2 separate regions of the Gossypium hirsutum genome follow, and region 2 is linked to region 1. A link is a contact called in public Hi-C data. All regions are on one chromosome and are shown on one strand. Each heading gives the region's core, a stretch centred on a gene start, on an enhancer-like site or on the middle of the called end of the contact. The rest is flanking DNA. Distances are from core to core; before and after follow the strand shown. Region 1 has its middle 26 kb from the start of LOC107949284. Region 2 has its middle 8.4 kb from the start of LOC107948244.

Region 1 (4,552 bases), core at 1,321-3,820:
GTAAAAGGGCCAAAATGCAATTTGCCCCTAAATATAGGGGGCTTTCTTAGTACTTTGATATATTATATTTGATATGATTTTCATGTAATGTCTATTTTAAAATTAACTTAATTAACTGTAAATTTAACACATTTTTTTTTCTAATTCAGTACCTAATTTTTTTTTCTACATTTCTACATTCTCAATTTTCTACCTTGATTTCTACCTCTGATATAAAATTAATTCCATTCGACTCATTTTCGAATTTTTCTCAAAATTCACTATACTACCAGATGCTGTGTCGAAAATTATGAAGCGTTAAAATATTTGTATTTACATAAATGTGTGATCACATATCCTCTGAATTCCTAGCTATTTTGACCTCAAATTTGTAACCAATTTTCCAAAGCTAACGGTAAAAAAGAAGGAAAATAGTTCACCAAGGCCATTATTAAAAGATTATCATAGATGCACTAGGGATTCAAAAGAATGTTTTAATTCATACCTTGTAGTAACATATTCACCTGCTCATGGCTCGACTCAAAGGTTCGTTTGAAAAGCGAAAGGATTTAAATAAAAATATAGGCTCCCAAAATGGGCTTAGGCAAAAAATAAGGCCCATTTTAAAAACAGGCTAGGCCTCAATTAAAATATTTTTGTCCAAGCTCGGCCTGTCCCAACGCAGCCCGAATTCACAAAATGACAAAAAAAATTTATTTATTTTGTTATTTTAATGATATTTTTATTATTTTTTCCCTATTTTGCTACTATTTCACTGTTATGTTATTACTATTTTGTTGTTATTGTTTGGATATTGTATAATATTTGTTTTATTGTTAATTTTGTTTAGAGACATTTTCTTGTTAAGTTACATCTATCTTAGTATCATTTAAGTATATATATTTTAAATTTTATTTTCAATTTGTTCGGAAATATTTTATTTTAATGTTTTTAGTATTTTTGATGTATTATATATATTTAAAAATTATATAAAAAATAATATGGCAGGGTCGGGCCCGGGTTTTAGCATTTTTATCTAGGCTAGGCTTAGGTAAATTTTTAGATCCATTTTTCGGGTCGAGCCGGGCTTAGGCATAGCAAACGGGCCTAAATTTTTACTTGGACCTAACCCGAGATTGGCCCGGGCTAGCCCATGATCATCTCTAGTAACATATAATGGTACCTTCGTATTGTTTCAGATAAAATAGTATATTCGGATAACATATTGTGATAGTTGTGCATAACTAAATCCATAGACATGGGCAAAATCAGAATTTTATTTTATGGGGATCCAAATTAAATTGTAAATTTTACGATAGTAAAAATACAATTTCACTATTTTAATAGCTTATATTTTTATAATTTTAAAGAATTAAAATAAATTTTTTATTATTTTTAAAGGTGATTAAAGTAATTTTATTTTTACTAATTTAAAAATTTTTTAAAAATTAAATAGAAAATTTTTTATTTGAGGGGATGGGCCGCCCTGTCCATAGAATAATAAAATATAATTACAAAATAAAACAAATTTCACCAAATATTTTTACTGTTATGCCCAATTGTAACAACAAACATAAAATAAAATAGTGTCTGAATACTCGTGACTTGCTATGTAATATCCACGACACCATTAATTATTTATCTAATTCTAATCAATTTGACAAAACACTGATAAGATTGGATTGGAAAAATCCTAAATCAGCAACTGTAGATATGATCATTAACACCCTCCAACCAAATTCAATAATTTGGAGTAAAAACTTGAAAGGTACCTTTTTTTTTGGCTGAATGAACATCATCTCATATTCTATGTTTTGAATGCACAAAAAATTGGTGTTTATTGCTCAAAGTATAGCGAAAATTAGTGATTGTGGTCATAGGTAATATTGAAAGCCACTTATTTTTATTTCAAAGAAAATGAAAATGATTTTTATATGGAAATAATTATTTTACCAAAAACTTTGAAACTTTTCATTACTGTAGCTAGTAATTGGGCTGCATTCAAATTTTGTTTTCCATCAGAAAGATGTTCATCCATATCATTGTTTATAGAAATCTTTCTAGTTTTGGAAGGATGCAAAATGACCACTAAGCACTTCTCTTTGCCACCTATTCTCAATTCATAATTAAAACAAATAGAATTAAAATATAATTTTAATGATAAAAAATATATAATTTATGGGAAAATTTTTTGAAATTTGAAATTAAGTTGTATATTTTTATGATAAAAAATATAATTTTAATATTTTAAAATTTAAATTAAATTTTATAATTTTAAGAAATTAAAATATATAAATTTATTATATATTTTATAAATTATAGCCCTGCGAGCTGGTTCGGCCACTAAAGCTTCTCTCAACAAATGGGTTGCATTCATTACTTCTATGAATTGGAATTAAAAGTATAAAGAAAAAGAAAACATGTTTATGCGTTAAGAAAATCAGAGCCACGTTGGTACAACTGAAAGTAAAATCTAACTCAGCCACCCAATATTTCTTTCTAATAAAAAAGGAAAACACGTCAGGGAGTGGGCCTACCCTCACACGGTTTTTGCTGATTAGAAATATAGGAAGGGGTGGGGCGGCCCAGCCTGCACGAGACTCGTGTGCTCCTTTTAGTGACGCAAACCACTCTGTCCCTCACATCTCCCTTCACGTCTACATCCAACCGCCATTACTTACACTTTACATTTACAACATTTTTTTATCATTATAATCCGTCTCCAAAATTTTAGTACAAATATACAAATCCTCTCTGCCGGCTATCATGCCCTCCACACCTCCCATGCTTTCTAAAATATTGTTACTTTATTTTATTTTATTTTATTTATTACACACAATTTCATCTTACATCAAAGACATTGGTTTTTTAATTGAAATGAAAAAAAAAATTCATAGGTAAGTGATAGGATGATGACAGAGTGTAATAAAATTTTTAAAAAATATTATACATAAAAATAAAATATGTGATAAATTTATAACTCTATTTATAAAGTTAAAAAATATACTATTAATATATCAAATACTTACACCATTATTATTAAATTAAATTTATGACTATCATTCATTTTTTATTCCCTTTAATTTTGCAAATGAAATAATATATATTTTTTTACTATTTTGATTTTCAACATCTTGAATTTAACTATAAATACCAAATAACATTTGCTTATCTCCGTAGCAATTCTAAAAAAAATTGTATGAACGAAAATAAAAGCAAAGCTATTAGTACACATTCTATTCTTATTTCTTATTATTCTTTTATAAATATTTTTTTGCCTAAATAAAGAGTACAGGTCAATTTTTTTAATTAGGCCTTCAGGTCGTTTTTAAATTTAATTAGAGAAATAGGCCTACACTTCCAATTGGGCACACTTTCCCTTTCTCTCTAAGGTTAGGGTTTTTTTAGGGTTAAAGTTTTTATTTTTTTGGAGTTAGGGTTTAAGGTATTTTGAAAGTATTCAGGATTTTAGACTGAAATGACGAAAGTTATTAGGTAGTTTTGAGGGGTCGAGGATGTGAGCACACATACATTTCATATGTCATGGCAGGATAGAACCATCACTTTAGAAACCCATCGTGGGGAAATCTAGTTTTGGGGTAATACTGCTTGATACGATCAGGGGTCGAACTCTAGGTGGAGATCGCAATTGGCGATCGTGATTCGGCCATGAGTTCAAGTATAACCGGGGGGCTAGCTGACAGTCATTACGTTATCAGGAGTTCAAGCTTTTTGGATACCCGCAAACAATGCCCTATATATACCATACATAAGATTGGTGCCATAATCATATAGAAAAACTCTGGGAACTTCTGATGTAATCAACGTAATTTTTTTCTTTATTTTCAACCAGTCGATATCTTTAACCTTTCATTCTTGTTCGAAGGCTGACATCGAGGTGGAAACAAAATGGCTCTTAGTTGGAGAGTGGATGTTCTGACATAGTAGAGGTCAAACTTGAGTTAGCGCGATGGGGTTGTAGTTATTAATGGGTTGTGTAATAACAACAATCATCGTCGCCCTAAAAGGATCATCACCTTTACTGCACCACAACAGTCGCTCCCTGCTTGAGAGTCCTCTTATGTCTATGATGGTGCTGACCTTCGAATAAGAAGGAAGGTTAAAGGTACCAATTGCCTAGAAATAGAGAAAAAAATTACACTGATTATAGCGGAAGCCCTAGAGTTTTTTCGTATGAATATGCCATCAAACTTTTGTATGATATTTATAAGACATCATTTTCGAGTATTTGAAAAGATTGAGCTCGTGGCCGCGTAACAACCATCAACTGGCTCCCCTATTATACCTCGATTGTAACACCCCTAACCCGATCTCGTAACCAAAATAAGGTTATAGAGTATTACCAGAGTTTACAAATCAAACGGATATAAATTTCAAACATGTCATATCAAATCATATCCATGTCAAAATCAATTTAAAACATACTTATTATCCCTTATACGAGCCCTCTAGGCCCTAAACATGCATTAGCAATAAGTCGGGACTAAATCGGAACCTCAAAGAATTTTTCAAAAAACATAGAAAATTTTCAAAGCTGCAGGGGTCACATGGC
Region 2 (4,552 bases), core at 804-3,303, 330 kb after region 1:
AACATTATTAAAATACAGAAATGAGACACCCCAACACAAAGTTGTGAATAACACATTTCGATAATTAATTTCTAAGGTGGTCCACTTTAAATAATTATCAAAACACATAAATATAATAAAATAAATATAGTAAAATAATATCATTACAAAAATACTAAACAGCTTTGTCCTCATCACATTTTTGGCCATACTATTACAATATATAATAAACTTATTTATTCTAGTTCAGGAAATAACAAAATAAAAATATCTCATAAATTTCAACTCAATGGTCTCACCTACATAACAAACAAAAACAAATATGTTAAAAAGCATAAACTATCTAAACATAATAAATGTAAATGTAAAAAAAAACATTCGAATCAAAAAAGAAAACAAAAACATACCTGTTGAGTTTCTTTCAAACAACCTATATTTCTTACAAAAATACCTTACAGAAATAAAAAAAAATCAAAATCTCAATAAATCAAAAATATTTGTAAAATAAATAAAAAAATTAAATTCATACTGAACAAATCACAATAGACACTAAATCACAATAAGCACTAAACTAAACAAATCATTTATAATTATTACTAACAAAATACCTTTAAAATAAATTATTTCAATACTCCCTTCAAAATCCTAAAACAAAAATCTATTCCCTAATCCCCACTATTTTTTTTAAAACAAACAAACACACATACCTTCTCTTTCCTCTTCTCTATTCTCCACACTAATCTATGTGTTTTTCTTTTCTTTTTCCTTCTCCTTTCCTTCTTCTTTCTTTCTCTTCTATCTTCTATACTAATCTTTTTTTTCTATTTTACTTTCTTCCCATTCTCCTTCTCTTCTCTACTGCTCTTTTTTTTTTAACAAACAAAATCTCCCTCTCTTTTTCTTTATCACCAAACTGGGGACCATGGTTATAAGGTCCCCTAATCCCAAACCTTCTCGTGACCATCCCCTAAAGTCCCATCAAGTCAGCTCCCCTGCACCGATTAGACTAGGCGTCTAAGATTGACACTGGTACCACCTGTCAAGAAGGCTTCACTAGAGTGATGCCGCCTATTAGAGAGGCTTCACCAAAGTGGTGCTGCCTAACAACAAGGCTTCACCATAACAGATCCCTTTTGTATTTTGACCCCATTTTCACCTATTGTGACACTTGTATACACCCATATATATCATTTTGGTGCCGCTAATGAAGAACCTTCCACCATTAAAAAATTATTTTTTTTAACTGTCGCTGATAGTTGTCAAAAAATAGGGGTGATGCTGCCTCCACACCACCCTCCACCACCCCAAACAACCCATTTCCATAATTAATGGTGGTAGGATACCATTTTCGAAATTTTTGTTTTATTTCATATTATATGGGTAAAAAAAGCCTAAATTGAGATTTTAGGTGGCGAGTTGTTTTCATGATACCTGCCCTACATCCTCACCCTATCTTTTTCTTTATTTTCTTTTCTTTTATCTTGTAGTTTATCTCCTCGCTAATCACTTAATAAATATCTAACTCAACACACATGCCGCATAACGTCATACAAATTTAAAATTTATTTACCATTACTTATGTCATATTAAAATTGACTTTATTATAATTTATTAATATTATTTATGAAAATATATCATAAAAATAAGTTATCAAATTATCAAAAAATTTCATTTTAAGCACCAAAAATAAAATTTTAAGCACTCATGTTATATAATTTGATCATTTTGATCACTCTTGTTAAAATCACAATAGATGTAAAAGTTAAAAAATTAGAATAATAATAATTTTAGTTTTCAACTTTTACATATTATATCAATTTAATTATTATTTCTAAAAAATAACTCTCAAATTTTACAAATAATCTCAATTTGACTCTAATTTTAAATAATTCAAAGAAATATATAAAAATAAATATTTTCAAAAAATATAATAATAAATTTAAATTTTATATTAATATTAAATGAATACAATTTTATTAATACTAAATAAAATTAAAAATTCCCCTACCTCCCTCCATCATCCCTCCCCCTGCCCCACCACTGTCCCTCTCCCTCTCTATTGTTGCTGCTGCTGAAATACGACGAAAATTACTAGAGGCGGTAGAGTCGCTTGATATCGAATAGCATAAGACGAAAATTAGGCAGCCAAGACGATTATATTTGATGCTTACAAGACACATGCAACTTAACTCTTTTGTTTTTGCATTTGCAACAAAAACAGTAGCGGATGGCATCAATGGAGAAGAACCCTAGTGAAAAGCGAAAAGTGGTGATGAAGAGGAGCATGTCACCAGGGAATCTGCCTTTTGTTATATGTAAGGCTTGAATTGATTTTTTTTTCTTGGGCTTTTTAAGATATGAAGGAATTTGGGTATTGTATGGTAATTAAATCGTGTTTGTTTTCTTGCAGCAAATGAGACGTTTGAGAAAGTTGCTGAAGATTCAACAGCAGCAGCAGCAGAGAGGGAGAGGGGGAGGGACTATAGCGGGGAGAGAGGGAAGTAGGGCGGATTTTTATTTTATTTAATATTATTATAATTATATTTATTTAATATTAATATAAATATTGATATAAAATTTAAATTTATTATTATATTTTTTTTAGATATTTATGTATTTTTTATATATTTCTTTTAATTTTTTAGAATTAGGATCAAATTAATTTTTAAAAATTATGACTAATTGATATAAGTGTAAAACTTGATAGTTAAATTTATTATTATATGGATTTTGTTAACTACCACAATAGTAAGTGCTTAAATTTTTTTTTTATTTTGGGTGTTTAAATTAATTTTTTTATAATTAAATGAATATTTGTATAATTTACTCTAAGAATAAAACAATCAATAATCATGTGTATATTGAAGACAATAATCACATCAAATTAACTAACGTTTAAAAATATAAAATGATGAATACGACAAGTTAGATACAATTAATTTATATTTTCATAACTTTTTATAAAGGAACTATTAATATGTGAGGCTTAATTTATATAGTGTCAACGATAAAGACCTGTACATAAAAGGTATATAAATTTTTCAATATATAATTTTTTTTATTTAAATATCGCATATATTATTTTTAATATATTGTTTATCTATTACTTTATTTTAATTCTTTATTTATATTGTTTGTATATCCGTTAATTTAAAAATTAATATATTTTAATTATAATACTATAAATACGTACATCGCACTCAACCACACTAGTTACAAAATAAATGAAAGTGAATACCCACACATGCGTTTAATTATTATTTTTACACTGAGTTTCTTAAAAATTATTATTTTTAAAAATATTTATTAGATTAGGCTGAAATAACAAAAACGCTTCCAGCTAACTGATTTGTAGGAAAACGCTTCCAGCTGGAAGAGTTTTTAACATATTGCAGAAAAACGCTTCTAATTAGTAACGTTTTTCTTCTTGTCATTTTTATAAGGTTAGGATTTTAGTTTTTTTAAGTAAAGTTAGGGTTTTGTGGATTTTAAGGTTTAAGATTATATAGAATTTTTAATTTTTTTTATATTTTTTAAGTTTTTTTATATATTCTTTAAATGAATTTAGATTTCTTTTTTGTCTAGGTCCATTCTAGTCTAGACTTAAATTTTTATATAATGTATGATAATATCACATTAGCATTAGAAAATTTACTCATTGCCTATGACCACATTATAATAAACTATAGAAACCACGGACCTAATTGATGCATTTTCAACATTTGAAATTTTAATTAAATACATTTCAAAAAACTTAATTGATATATTCATAAAAAGTATAGAAACGTATTTAACCCTTGAAAGGTTAGAACTAAATGACAGAATTCACTTCGATATAAATAAACTTTAAAAATGCTAAAGTCGTATGCCCATTTATCATTTAAATAGAGGGAAAAGAAAATTACTCAAACCAAAATCTTTTATATGTCTCCAATTTTATAACTAAATTTAAACCACTTTAACTGTTTAATTAAATTAAAATAATTGTTACCCTCATTAAAATACTTCACCCATATAAAAATCTAATAAATTATGGATTATATTTAACACATTGATGTATACATTATCACTAATCAAATAATAACATATTAGAAGTTTGCTCTTCTGTACCATGTTCTCTGTCTACTCTTAGCAGCACGGTTTTATATTTTTTTTGTTAATTTGAGTGTTTTGTTTTGAGAAAAAAAAAAGTTTTGATCTGATCTATCTCATGAGGTTGTGGGTTTTGTCAGTAGGGAAAGTTTATTGGAATTAGTTCGTTTTTAAAAATGGAGAAAGAACTGGCAAATTTGAATCTTGAAGATGAAGAAAATGAGGCGATGCAATTATCGATTGGTCTGGAGTTGTAAAAATCTACTTATGAGTTTTGCTTGGTTGGATGTTTCTTAACTGTCAATGTTGTTCATTTTTCGGCGATGAAGAATACCATAGCAAATTTATGGCATCCTTTAAGGGGTGTTCAGATTTCGGAGTTAGGTGTTAGGAGATTTCTATTCAAGTTTTTTATGAAATGGATATTAAGCGAGTGATTGAAGGAGCTCCTTGGACTTTCAATAGTCATTTGCTGATTATT

Evidence for each region. A called contact is a pair of places that touch in the nucleus more often than the background predicts.
Region 2: a contact with region 1 is called in a Hi-C map of leaf, with 2.5 times the contacts expected there. The contact joins two enhancer-like sites. A contact is called at or near these places in 2 of 34 Hi-C or Micro-C datasets (both in leaf).

What each region holds. Positions count from the first base shown.
Region 1 is chrA04:28,623,916-28,628,467 of Gossypium_hirsutum_v2.1, forward strand. No RefSeq gene overlaps it. Among protein-coding and RNA genes, the nearest start is that of LOC107949284, 26 kb to the left of the region's middle. Within about 2 kb of position 2,571, at least 4 of the 9 cell types and tissues checked have an H3K27ac peak or open chromatin away from gene starts, as enhancers often do. A contact at or near this core is called in leaf, where this site is marked.
Region 2 is chrA04:28,951,553-28,956,104 of Gossypium_hirsutum_v2.1, forward strand. No RefSeq gene overlaps it. Among protein-coding and RNA genes, the nearest start is that of LOC107948244, 8.4 kb to the right of the region's middle. Within about 2 kb of position 2,054, at least 6 of the 9 cell types and tissues checked have an H3K27ac peak or open chromatin away from gene starts, as enhancers often do. A contact at or near this core is called in leaf, where this site is marked.